4 separate regions of the Mus musculus genome follow, and all the other regions are linked to region 3. Evidence: chromatin contacts called from public HiChIP or PLAC-seq and capture Hi-C data. All regions are on one chromosome and are shown on one strand. Each heading gives the region's core, a stretch centred on a gene start, on an enhancer-like site or on the middle of the called end of the contact. The rest is flanking DNA. Distances are from core to core; before and after follow the strand shown. Region 1 has its middle 18 kb from the start of Tenm4. Region 2 overlaps Tenm4 (teneurin transmembrane protein 4). Region 3 has its middle 38 kb from the start of Gm25684. Region 4 overlaps Tenm4 (teneurin transmembrane protein 4).

Region 1 (2,994 bases), core at 281-2,780, 670 kb before region 3:
TTGGAATCAGGTCTGGAGGGATAGACCCAGTGGGCATCTCTCCAGAATGCTTGTTTTGCAAGCGTGAGGGCCTGGAATTCAGATATCAGCGCCTAAAAAGCAAGGCATGGTCACGCATGTGTCCTCATGGGAGCAGAGAGAAGAGGATTACTGGGGCTTCCCTGGCTAACAGCCTCCTTCAACTCCAGTGAGAGATCCTACCTCAAAGATATAAAGCAAAGAGTGGTAGAACAGGATACCCAATGTCGTTTTCACTGGCTTTGGAACATGCACACAGATGCACACAATTTTAACACACACACACACACACACACACACACACACACACACACACACCTATCTCTGGAAAGTCTGCAAGTGAGACAAAAGTCTTCTTCTATGTCCTGTTTTTGCTCAGGCTTCCTTAGAAAAGTTTATATCTCTGCAAAGGAGCCCCAGGCCCCCTCAACACTGTCTGTTTACAAACAATGGCCTCTGCATGGCGCACCATCTGACAATCTTCTCTGGTCAGAAAACAGAAGGCAGGTTCCCAGCTGCCACTCTTTGTCACATGGGGAGGTTGAGCAAGTGACTGCTTCCCTCCCCAGTCTCCGTTATAAAACAGACACACCCTGGACTCTGAAAAGTCCAGCTACAAAACAAGTCTTTGCACAGAGTAATCTCAACAAATAATAGCATTTTTTTTTTTTTTTTTTTTTTTTGGTCAGTGAAGAAAAGAACAAAGTATGTTCAGCACAGTGTCCCACATACGGTGTGGCTGCAAGGGCCACAAGAGGAAGTCCTTTTTATCATTTCAAGTTGCCTGTAGCAATATGGAATCAGGATTCTTTGAGCAACTGGGGTGAAATTCTCCCTTTGCTTACTGTTAGTTGATGAAACGGGGATCCATTACTTCATCCTTCAAAGACCAGACTCCTCATTCCTAGGTGGACAATGGTACCTGATAGAAGTGTAGTGGTTTAAGGAGAATGCCATTCTCAAAGCTGTTCATCTTCCTGGCATGTTCTATTGGAAACTACCTCTACCTCACCCCCAGCTCTATCAAGATCTGGGTGTTGGTTCTTCTTTTCCTTGAATTTGGCTGTGTTTGTAGGATGCCAATGGTTAGATGAGGGAGTCTATGCCACAGAAAGAGCCTCTAGTGCCTTACTCCAGCCAATAGTTCATATGTGCTGCACAGATATGTGAGTGAAGAAGTTCCTAGCTGTTTTCATACTTTGGTTTTTTTTAGGTATGAAGACCTAAACTTTGAGAAGCAGAGACCAGCCATTTCGCTGCTCTTTCCAATTTCCTGACTTGCAAATTGTTTTAAGCTAGAAAAATCACAACAATATATTATGTAGCAGGATTTTAATAAAACCACAAATACAATAAATAGCAAACAGAAGAAACAGCAGGATCTGTGATTAGAGAAGTTCCTATAATACTCACTACCACAGGCCCGGAAGGCCAAGCAGTTGCCAGAGACTCCACCCCTGAGGGTTATGCCCCGCCTACCACTCTCTCAGCCAATGGGGATTCTCTCAGCCTTCCGTCTCCTCTGGTAGCTGTTAGAGGGGCAGAGGGTGTGGAAGCGTGCTTAAAAGGCTCCTGACTCACAGCTGCGTTTGTGGGTCAGCTTTCTGCCCGCTGGGGACAGGGGAGTGGGTGGTGGAGGTGGGGGTAGGGGCTGGAGATGCCTTGATAGGAGTGGCTGCACCGCCGGTGTGAGGGCAGCTCCTTAATCTCTTTTCTCTGCTGCCTTTACATACTGGCCCGACAGAGGTCAGCATGCTGGACACATTCTTTGTTGCGGTTAAGCCAAGCCCTTAAGGCTTAGAATTGCTTTAAGCCTGATTAACTCCCAAGGAGACAGAAACATTTACATTTAGGGACAAGAGAATAAGATATTTAATCGCCTCTTTAAAACACATGCTTTCCTTGTTACTCAAAGCCAGGCAACTTCCCACCCCCCTTTCTTTTTCTCCAAGGCTGTGCCGATTTCTTTTGTTCTCAAACTAATCTCTCCCCCTCTTTTTTCCTTTTCACTCCTCTTTAATGGTCATCCTTCCTGCCCTTTCTTTACATTTTCTTTTAAAGATTTATTTATGTGTATGAGTTCCTATGTGCCTGGTGCCCACAAAGGTCAGAAGAGGGAGTCAGATCTCCTGAAAGAGGAGTTAAGGATACGTGTGAACCACCATGAGGATGCCAGGAAATGAACCCAGGTTCTCTGCGAGAGCAACAAGCAATCTTAACCTCTGAGCCATCCCTCTAGCTCCCCCTTCTTGCCCTTTCTTAACCAGATTTCTTATTCTCCTCGATCCCTCTTTTGTGTCTCTGTTGTTCCTCTCTGGATGTCTTGCAGCTTTGGGGTCTTCCACTTTCCTGTTCCTTTGCTCCTGAACGTTGAATTGCACACTTGTCTTTGAAGGAGTTATCAGTGTGGTTCCCCAAATATTTACTAACAGAGGAGCTTGAATTCTGGAACCCCTGCTACCGACTTGGCTTATTTCTGACCAGTGGTGGTAGAGGTATCCAGCGATGCGTTTCAAATCCAATGAGCCAAATCACACAGTGGGAGGCTTAGGAGAAGTCACTCTGAGTTTGAGCTTCCTTCACCGATGGTTCCCACTCTGTCTTTTGGTGATAACCTCAGAGCAATGAGCAAGGCTGCCCAAGCCTTTCTCTGAAGGCTTGGCAAAGAGCCTCGAGCTTGGGGTAAAGATCTCACCTCCCACCAGCTGTTAACCAGTCACTTTATCCCTGAGCCCTCTGAGTCCTTTCTTCACCCATAAAATGGCTAGCAGCCATCATCTTGTCTTTCTCATGGGGCTATTATGATGCACATACAAGCTAATGAATGGGAAAGCATTTTTGCAAACTATAACGTGCTGTACAAATTTAAACCCTTTTTATTATTGTTGTTATCATGATCATAATTTTTATGTTGTGCTAATGCTCATCTTACAACTCATCAGTATTAAGAAGCAGCTCTGAGTGGAATGCAATCTT
Region 2 (3,337 bases), core at 782-3,281, 720 kb before region 3:
CAGAAACAAGTAGGCGATTCATGTAAACTAAGGCATTTGTCATGAAGAAGAGAAGAGGTTTGAGAGCAAGTAGGTTTGTATGGTGAGGTGGACATTTTGGGTGGCCACCCAGAGGGGACTGGGCTAGAAGTTAAAGGTAACAATCTTTCTTCAGTTTGGTTATCCTGGTGGATGATGGAAGAATTCCTTGCAGTGTGGAACGGGTTCAGAAGGAAGTAGAGGGGAAATGAGGTCCATTGTCATCAGATGATAGTCCAACTGTGTGCTAAGTGCATTTGTTCATGCTCCTGTGTGGCTCTCTAAGGCCACAGAAAACAAATGACATTAGAGAGAGAGAGACATAGGGGGGGAAGGGAAGGGAAGGGAAGGGAAGGGAAGGGAAGGGAAGGGAAGGGAAGGGAAGGGAAGGGAAGGGAAGAGAAGAGAAGAGAAGAGAAGAGAAGAGAAGAGAAGAGAAGAGAAGAGAAGAGAAGAGAAGACCTTCTTAGTGTATGTGTATTACACCAAAGGTTGGGACACGGTATAATATACAAAAGATTTACATCATTTATAATAATGAAGACAGAGATAAAAAGATCAAAAACCAGCATAAAAGATCAAGTATGAGAAGTAATATTGGGAGACTATGCCGGGGCCTAGCAAACACAGAAGTGGATGCTCACAGTCAGCTATTGGATGGATCACAGGGCCCCCAATGGAGGAGCTAGAGAAAGTACCCAAGGAGCTAAAGGGAACTGCAACCCTATAGGTGGAACAACAATATGAATTAACCAGTACCCAGGAGCTCTTGTCTCTAGCTGCATATGTATCAAAAGATGGCCTAGTCCGCCATCACTGGAAAGAGAGGCCCATTGGTCATGCAAACTTTATATGCCCCAGTACAGGGGAATGCCAGGGTCAAAAAGTGGGAGTGGGTGGGTAGGGGAGTGGAGGGGGAGGGTATGGGGGACTTTTGGGATAGGATTGGAAATGTAAATGAGGAAAATACCTAATAAAAATATTTAAAAAAGAAAAAAAAAAGAAAAGTAATATTGGAACAGCCTTCGTTAGAGTATTATGTGTATACTCTCAAATAATATTTTGGTCTAGTTTTCAGTCCGTTAGGATATTGCTATTTTGTAAACAAAATTTAAAACAATTCAAAATTGATAATTATATTTTTGAAATCCTCTAGCAAAAATTAACTAGGGAACAAAAGAAAAGAAATATAAAAATATTGTCAAATTTTTGACTGAGGATGGTGGGGTTATGAGTAATAGACATTTTCTTTCTTTCTTTCTTTCTTTCTTTCTTTCTTTCTTTCTGTCTTTCTTTCTTTCTTTCTCTCTTTCTTCTTTTCTTTCTTTCTGTACTTTCTCTGCCTCGGATACTAATTGTTCCTTGTTTATAAGAACTGTCATAAAAACCACAGACATGGCTGGAAATCTCCACCATCCACTTTGTCCCTTTTCAATGTGCCCTCCCCAATCCCCTGAAGAGCTAAGTGCCTTCCAGGCTTTATCATCCAGAGTGAAATACCAAGGCATTTAACAAATCAGCAGAAATTATCAGCTGGGCTGGTGAGGGGAGAGGGCGATTGTGTGGAGGCAGATGCGTTATTAGAGCCGTTGGAGCTGTATATATTAAAGATATTTGCATTGCCCTTATTGATTCTGTAATATGTTACAAGGAAAGGAAAACATAAAGTGGGGCCAAGAACGTGTGAGTCTTTAAAGGGCAAGTTTTAATTAGGAAACATATTTATTTGAAAAAATAACAACTTCTGTTTGGAGACCAGCAGTTACTACAGAAGGGTTGCTGGATGTGAGAATTCCAGGCAAGGGATCACAGAGGGGGAGCGGCCAATGCTTCATGCCTGCTGTCTGTCTGATACTTTATCAAATGCCAAGCTGGTTTCATAGGATTTAGATACCCACTGATAGGCCCCGGCAGACTTTCACAATTAGAGGGTAAGGAAAGGGTCAGGGCACGCCCCCAGGCTTCAGGCAGCTAAATGTAAGTAGAAAGCTCCCTAGAAAAGCTCCCCATTGAATGCCCACCCTGTTGAGATATTTAGCATAAGAGACTGGATGTTCCTTAACCTGAATAACAATAGCACAGCACCTAAGCAAGCCGACTCCTTCCATCTTTCCCCAACCTCTACATCTGCAATTCTTTCCATTCCTCACCCACCCTGAGGGGGAGCCTGTGAAGGAGAAGGGGGCACCGCCTAGAAATGGTCAGAGCTGAATGCTGAACAGTAGTGAAGGCTGAGGAGAACCGGGAAGGTTCCTGGAAGTCCTTGGGTGTGGCCTGGAGCTTCCCGGATGTATCATCTGTGGGATCCTCTTGCTATCCAAGGAAAGGGCGTGAGAGTACTGAACCCACCCCCACTCCCCCCTGCTGGCTCCGCAGCGTATGGACAGTCGGTGTCAGAAGACACCCCCCCACCCCCGCCCCCACCCCACCCCCGGTTCCTGGCCTTTTCTAGCTCAACCACATTTGTAAAAAGCAAGAGGGGAAGCCATGACTACTCTCTGGCCAGCTGACTCAGTGAATTTCTGTGCTGCCTGCCTATCTAACCCGTGAGCTGTCTTTCGGCCTGATGGAAAGAGAAGCTGGTATTTGGGAATAAATGACAACTTAAACTGTCTGCAAGTAAGGGGAGCACGCCCTAGGATCATCACAAATACTCTTTTAGGGAAATGGTTGGATCTTGTCCTCCACTCTGCTCCTTACGGCCTATCTGGCTTTTACACATCCTTAGCAAAAATTCCTTCACTGAATTAAGAAACGGATGTTAATAGACCCTGCATGGCCTGAACACTTCTGGAAAACAGCAAAGAGGGTTACCTCATTTCAGTTGTAGCTCCAGGCCATGTGATCGACACAGTCACTATTTCCACAACATAGGTGAGAAAACTGAGACACGGGGACGTTAAGCAAGAACTAGCAAAAGGCTATCAGCAAGTCAAGGAACTTGCTGCCAAATCTGGCCACCTGAGACTGAGCCCTGGGTTCCACAAAGAAGCAAACTAACTCTCATACATTGTCATTTGTGCTGGCTAGTGCTATGTCAACTTGATCCAAGCTATAGTCATCTGAGAGAAGGAAGCCTCAACTGAGAAAACACTTCCATAAGATCTGGCTGCAGGCAGGCTGTAAAGCATTTTCTTAATGAATGATTGGTGGGGGAGGGTGGGGCCCGCCCCTTTGTGGGTGGCGCCAGCCTTGGGCTGATGGTTCTGGATTCTGTAAGAAAGCAGGCTGAAGAAGCCATGGGAACCATCAAATAAGTAGCTTTCCTCCATAGCCTCTGCACCAGCTCCGGCCTCCAGATTCCTGCCTTGAGTTTCTG
Region 3 (3,204 bases), core at 420-2,919:
CTTTCAACCAGAAAGTTATCCTGTCTACAAGGAATGCAGGGTTGGAGCAGAGAACGTGGAAATGGCCAAACAATAACAACCCAACTTGAGACCCATTTCAAGAGCAACTTTGTTACACTTCTAGACAGGAGTCTAACATAGTTTTCATCTAGAGGCTCCACCTACCAGCTGACTCAGCAGGATGCAGATACCCACAACCAGTGGATGGAGCTTATAGAATTTTAGGGGAGAATAAGAAGGATTACAGTTCCTAAGGGGATAGGAACTACACGGGAAGACCAATAAAATCAGCTAACCTGGACCCTCCGGGCTCTCAGAGACTGAACCACCAATCAAAGAATATACATGGGGCTGGACTTAGACTTCCCCAAGCATATGTAGCAGATGTGTAGCTTGGGCTTCATGTGGTTCCCGAACCACTGGAGTGGGTGTTATCCCAAGAGCTGCTGCCTGTATCTGAGATATGTTCTTCTAGTTGGGCTGCTTTGTCTGTCCTCAGTAGCAGAGGAAGCACTTAAGCCTCACAGAGACTTGAAGTACCAGGGTAGAAAGATACCTAGGGGTCTCCCACCTGTTCAGAGGAGAAGGGGAAGGGGAGTGGGGAAAGTCTTGTGGGAGGGGTTTACTTGGAGTGGGGTAGTAAGAGGGATGTAAGGTTAATAAGTTAAAATAATTCTTTTGTTTGGTTTCGTTTCTAAACAAGTATTAATTATATAGCCCGGGCTGGACTAGAACTCTAAATGTAACCTGGGCTGGCCCTGAACCTGTGCTCTTCCAGCCTCAGCCTCTTGAGTACTGGGATTATAGACAAGCACTTACTGGATCTTCAAATTCTTACTCACTTTGTTGTCCAAATTGACCTTGAACACTCCCAGCTGCCCCGCAGTCCTCCTGAGAACATGCCAAGTGAATGAAAGAAGGAAGTAGACATGGCTGCTCCTACAGATGCTAAATAGGGACCTCAGCCATTTGTCCAAGGGTTTGAGACTCAACACCAAAGTTCCTGGCCACTCTCATGGTTATTTTGCTGGATGGCTCATCTCACTGCTTGCTCATAGACAATCTTATGTGTTCACCTCTGTGTTCACAGCGCTTGACTGTGACTAGGTATTCAGTGAGTATTGCCTGCCACTAAGCAAGAGCCAGAAGGTTTTGTCTTTAAGATACACATTGAGATGAGGAGACAAATGAAACAAATACAAGTTGGGAGAGGACAGAGAGTGGCAGGACGAGTCTCACCCCACCGGTAACAGAACTCATTAAAAACATAGCCTGCTCCAAGGGCACCTTCCCTCTATAAGAGTGGTCCTGCATCTCTTCTGCTTCCTCACCCAGCCATGGACCAAGAGTGTGCTTGCTCTACAGGGTTCCTCCACAATTTAATGATCTACCTCAGGATCCAGCCTTTCTTCTCCCAATGGCACTTTGCCCTCTGCACCTTCTCCTTTGTTCCCCTGGTCACAATGGATACGACATGGTTACAGAGATGGTTGACTCCTTCATTCCCAGGACGCAGAGGTTATTCCTCTAATTGCAGTGGGCTCTTTCAAGTTCTTACTTATTTTTAATTATGAATGCCGGAAGCTGGCCTGTCACTGGATGACTTTCAGTTCTGAAGAAAGAAACAACGCCTGAGAAACAGGGGAGTAATCAGAATCCTATTTTCATGCAAATTGCCCCATGACAAAGAACGCCAAAGAAACAGAAAAGAGGCTCATTGCTACATTTCCAATGGGTGACACTGCCCTTTGCAAATGTCCAGATCTAATTCTGAAGAGATTTACATAAAATTGCCTCATTATACAATAGTTATGGGGCCTGTAAACATATCAGAAACTCAAACCTTTGCCCATGTTTATGATTTACTTCTGATATGTGATTGGCAGGATGAGCTTTAAACAATAATTTTAGTTTTAAAACAATTCTGCCTCAGGGAATCAACTCTTCAGTTTTCTACCAGGGACACTATCCTTCCTGGGAAGAATTCCTGTAGCAACTCTTTGTGGGAGAGTTTCCTTTATCCACATAGTCTCTGTGGTAGCTACAGGTAGACATGTATCTTATATTTCTTACATTCTTACATTATATTTATAATTCTCATATTTCTTACATTCTCATCAGTAAACACCACAGATTATCTAATAAGCTATTTGAAAGTATTGTTAAATAGCATTAAATTATTATTATTGTTAAAAACCAGTCTTTAATTATTATAACCCTACCAAGTCCCTAAGTGTATTACACCCAACTGCCCATTACTGGAATCTCATTCAGTTTGGGGATTTCCTATGACAGGTGAATTCATCTTCCTAGGTGCAGCCGACTAGGCTCCCTGTTTCCTCTGGCATTCTCACTGTCTGTGAGGAGGTATTCTTTTTTTTTTTTTAAATGGTATGGTGTATGGCAGTATGGTGAAGTGGGAGGGGGTGCCTCAGCAGGCCCATGATGAGGCACCCCAGTAGGTGCCAGCCAGATCACTGATACAGTTTAGAATAGTTTATTTAGAGAGCATGGAAAGGGGAAGGGGGGAGAGAGAGGGAGAGAGAGAGAGAGAGAGAGAGAGAGAGAGAGAGAGAGAGGAGAGGAGAGGAGAGGAGAGGAGAGGAGAGGAGAGGAGAGGAGAGGAGAGGAGAGGAGAGGAGAGGAGAGGAGAGGAGAGGAGAGGAGAGGAGAGGAGAGGAGAGGAGAGGAGAGGAAGGGGGTTAGGGAGAGAAAAGAGTCAGAGAGAAGTTGGGGCCATTCCACTGTTGAGGGGCATCTGGGTTCTTTCCACCTTCTGGCTATTATAAACAAGGCTGCTATGAACATAGTGGAGCATGTGTTCTTCTTACCGGTTGGGACATCTTCTGGATATATGCCCAGGAGAGGTATTGCGGGATCCTCCGGTAGTACTATGTCCAATTTTCTGAGGAACCGCCAGACTGATTTCCAGAGTGGTTGTACAAGCTTGCAATCCCACCAACAATCAACAGAGGAATGGATACAGAAAATGTGGTACATTTACACAATGGAATACTACTCAGCTATTAAAAAAATGAATTTATGAAATTCCTAGGCAAATGGATGGACCTGGAGGGTATCATCCTGAGTGAAGTAACTCAATCACAAAGGAACTCGCACAATATGTACTCACTGATAAGTGGATATTAGCCCAGAAACTTAGGATACCCAAGATATAAGATACAACTTGCCAAACGCATGAAA
Region 4 (3,375 bases), core at 587-3,086, 820 kb before region 3:
GGGCAAAGGCAAAACCTAGGCTAAGTCAATATCAAAAGAGGAAGAAAAAGGGAGGGGCAAGAGATGGGAGGGAGGAGCAAAGGCTGAGACTAAATTACATTGGAGGAAAACTTTGGGGAGGCAGCAATCTGCTACCAGGTTGGGGGGGCGGGTGGGGGTGTGGGATGGAGGTGGGGTGACCTCTTCAGACCTGAGGCAGGCCCACAGGCCACAGTGTGAGGAAGTGACAGGTCAGCAGAGACATTCAGCTGAGCTACAAAAGCCTTCTGCCAGGGTGGCAAAAAAGAAAAAAAATATTAAGCGAGACTTCCTCAGGCTTTAGAAATTGCTGAAATTCAGAGGCCGCAATGGAAGATAAAGTGTCCTACAAAGGGAGCACCGAACGGAATCAATTTCCCCGGGCCGACTTTTATGTCCTATTATAAGAAATTGAAAAATTATTTCTGCGGGAATGTCGCTTTGCCGGTCCACCTCTCCTGAAGATATTGAGGAGGAAAATGGCTTCCAATAAATGGGCATCGGGCTCTGTTCTCCATCACCAGCCTTGATCCTCTGCTCTGAGGCTCAGGAGCTCCCGGAAGTAGAGTCAGGGGATGAGGGTACTGGTGGGTGGGGGGCACTCTTCTGTTAGAGTCTGAGGGGCTGGTCTGGAGAAAGCAATAAAGACAACTGAGAGCGTCAGGGACCCCCAGGTCCTGTTGGCCAGACACACACACACACACACACACACACACACACACACACATACACACTCACACACCCTACCCAGTAGAACATGATACTCTTGAGGATGGCTAGACTGAGCCAGGGTGGAATGTCAGCATTCCTTAAATGGAATGTCACACGGCACAGTGGACTCCCTTTGCAGCTGTCACAGCATACACAGTTGCTTCTTCTGTCACCACATTAAAGCCTTGACACTCATTATCCCACCACTTACAGCCACGGTCCCCTCATCATGACATTCTCACCTGGTCACACCCACTTTCCTTCTGTGTCCTGGCACAGCTGATGTTCTCAAGGTCCTTCTGGATACCAGGAGTGCCTAAAGCCTTCACTACACACACACACACACACACACACACACACACACACACACACACTTCATCTTACTACAGTGTTGCTAGGCAGATCCAGTCCTTCCATTTACAGATGGGAAAGCTCAGAACCTTTGGGTTAACCTGTGATCATCAAAGGAGCATGCAGCTTTAATATCCCATGGTGAGAGGAGCTTTGAGACATTTTGTAGAGGCTGAGCAATGATATAAAGGACAGAATACCTCATGGAGGAGGAAACTGGAGGAATATGGAGTCAAGGCCTCCTGGCCAAAGGCACAGGATGATGTAGGATTTGGGAGCAGGATTGGAAGGATAGGAAGAGATACAGAGAGAGGGAATAGGGAGTGGCTGTGGGTGGCTGGAAAGCAATGGAAATGGGAATCCACAGATGTCTGACCTTTCTCTAAGACCCTTGCATGACTGGTAGTTGCAAGCTTTGGGGCCCCAAGACAAGCATCAAGGCTGGGGACTCTGAGCCCTCACTCCATAACAAGAACCACTTGAAGAACACTTAGATTCCAGTGTGCAGGCTGCACTCCAAGTCACCGAACCCAGTCTCTCTCGGAGCGAGGTTAGTCACAGATCTCTGGGAAATTGCAAATCCCTAAACAGCTGAACAGCTGTGCTCTGGGACCCATCTCCAGGGCCAGAATGCCAGTTTAGAGTCATATGAATTCCACCTCGGGATTATCCTCAGCCCTTCCCATCCTGCTACAACACTTCTCTCCCTGCCTCCCCCCTCTAGCCCTGAAGCACTGTACAAAGTGATCCTTCCCTTCCTGTCCTTGGTCTGACCTGGGCTTTTGGGGTTGTTTGTGCAGTGTCTGAGGATTAGGCTCCACCTGCTTCATTGTCCTTGCCATTCAGAGTGTGTCTCAGTGGTTTGGTGGCTTTACTCTCGGACTCATGAGGCCTTGGCCCTTCTAGCTCCTCACATGAGCATAACTAAAGCTTGCTTCACCGTGACCCGTCTTTAGTGTGAATGCCTACGGACAAGGGAATCATGGATTTTTGCTACTGGCCCCAGATGTAGAGGATCAGTTGACTTAGTCTTTCTTCTCTGTCTGGCTTTGGACACTATGCAATCATGATAGTCAGTTTCTGTAGCAGCTAGCTGAATCAGGCATCCTGTTCTACAGATGAGCATACATAGGCACAGGGAAGAGAAAGGGCACACAGCCTGGGGTTTCATAAATAGAAGTTAGAACTTAGTCCCACACCCATGTCTGCTGACTCCAGAGGTTGAGCTTTGACATGCAGTCAGAGTCTAAGTTTCTCACCTGTAAAATGAGGATATTGGTTTTTTTTAATCAGATAGTTCCTTAGAAACACCAAAACACACCATGTTTACCTATCGATGTGAAGTAGGTAGCTGGGTACTTAGATGTAAGCACTTGATTCAAAGGCCCTTGATTTCTCTTTTGGAAAGGATGCATAAGCCGGGCGGTGGTGGTGCACACCTTTAATCCCAGCACTTGGGAGGCAGAGGCAGGGGATTTCTGAGTTTGAGGCCAGCCTGGTCTACAAAGTGAGTTCCAGGACAGCCAGGGTTACACAAAGAAACCCTGTCTCAAAACAAAACAAAACAAAACAAAACAAAACAAAACAAAACAAAACAAAACGGGTGCATACTAAAATGCATTTGGCTTGAAGAGGTTGCATAGTTACTCTGACAGGAAAAAACAAAACAAAACAAAACAAAACAAAAAAACAAACAGAACGTCATATGTCCCATGTCTGCTTTGATTAGTTCCCACACTATCTGAAAAACTGCTAGTATTATTACCATCACTAATGAACTTTTGTCCTGGTACCCAGGCAAGAAAAAGATGCTGAAGGCCAGTCAACTGGGGCCATTTGGTGAAGGTGAAAAGTAAAGCAAGGCAGCTCCCCAAGGCTGGTACCCTTTGGTGCCATGGCCGGGTCTATAGGGTTGGGTCACTCAGTGGCACAAATCACCAGGTGACACCTTGAGCATCTCACATAGCTCTCAGCTATGCTCACAGACATGCTGTTTTTAGTGTTTTTACTTTTCTGTTGTGGGACATCTCAGCTCCCACGAGGAATTAAACGGGTCTTCAACCAGGCTGAGGATCATGTCTGGCCCAGAGCTTCCACTTAATAACTATTGTTGGATGGGTGTGTGTCTGTGTGTGTGTGTTTATACTCTTGCTAAGTCTTTCAATTTCCACACTCTTAAGTTTCAGTCATTATCCACATGGTGGTAACAGGGGATTGCTCAGGGCATGAGGCCAAGACACTAGAAGCTGGGGGAGGAGGAGACATCTTTTCACTGGAGTGGGGGGATGAATAAAG

Evidence for each region. HiChIP or PLAC-seq counts read pairs in DNA pulled down with a chosen protein or histone mark. Capture Hi-C pulls out chosen DNA fragments and counts their contacts.
Region 1: a capture Hi-C map of embryonic stem cells shows a contact between it and region 3, with 7 times the contacts expected there. The contact joins two enhancer-like sites. A contact is called at or near these places in 4 of 484 Hi-C or Micro-C datasets (cerebellum, cerebral cortex, embryonic stem cells and 1 more), 1 of 115 datasets of contacts at active chromatin or transcription factors (embryonic stem cells) and 1 of 9 other capture datasets (embryonic stem cells).
Region 2: an H3K27ac HiChIP or PLAC-seq map of embryonic stem cells shows a contact between it and region 3, with 3 times the contacts expected there. The contact joins two enhancer-like sites. A contact is called at or near these places in 1 of 39 promoter capture datasets (embryonic stem cells), 19 of 484 Hi-C or Micro-C datasets (cerebellar granule neurons, cerebellum, cerebral cortex and 13 more), 14 of 115 datasets of contacts at active chromatin or transcription factors (SST interneurons, astrocytes, craniofacial prominence and 10 more) and 1 of 9 other capture datasets (embryonic stem cells).
Region 4: an H3K27ac HiChIP or PLAC-seq map of embryonic stem cells shows a contact between it and region 3, with 5 times the contacts expected there. The contact joins two enhancer-like sites. A contact is called at or near these places in 1 of 484 Hi-C or Micro-C datasets (myocytes) and 1 of 115 datasets of contacts at active chromatin or transcription factors (embryonic stem cells).

What each region holds. Positions count from the first base shown.
Region 1 is chr7:96,151,792-96,154,785 of GRCm38.p6, reverse strand. No RefSeq gene overlaps it. Among named protein-coding and RNA genes, the nearest start is that of Tenm4, 18 kb to the left of the region's middle. Within about 2 kb of position 1,530, at least 151 of the 459 cell types and tissues checked have an H3K27ac peak or open chromatin away from gene starts, as enhancers often do. A contact at or near this core is called in embryonic stem cells, where this site is marked.
Region 2 is chr7:96,203,900-96,207,236 of GRCm38.p6, reverse strand. All of the region lies in intron 1 of Tenm4 (teneurin transmembrane protein 4), which reads right to left. Among named protein-coding and RNA genes, the nearest start is that of Tenm4, 34 kb to the right of the region's middle. Within about 2 kb of position 2,031, at least 13 of the 459 cell types and tissues checked have an H3K27ac peak or open chromatin away from gene starts, as enhancers often do. A contact at or near this core is called in embryonic stem cells, where this site is marked.
Region 3 is chr7:95,478,781-95,481,984 of GRCm38.p6, reverse strand. No RefSeq gene overlaps it. Among named protein-coding and RNA genes, the nearest start is that of Gm25684, 38 kb to the right of the region's middle. Within about 2 kb of position 1,669, at least 8 of the 459 cell types and tissues checked have an H3K27ac peak or open chromatin away from gene starts, as enhancers often do. A contact at or near this core is called in embryonic stem cells, where this site is marked.
Region 4 is chr7:96,299,507-96,302,881 of GRCm38.p6, reverse strand. The region is part of intron 1 of Tenm4 (teneurin transmembrane protein 4); the gene reads right to left. Among named protein-coding and RNA genes, the nearest start is that of Mir6394, 4.5 kb to the left of the region's middle. Within about 2 kb of position 1,836, at least 22 of the 459 cell types and tissues checked have an H3K27ac peak or open chromatin away from gene starts, as enhancers often do. A contact at or near this core is called in embryonic stem cells, where this site is marked.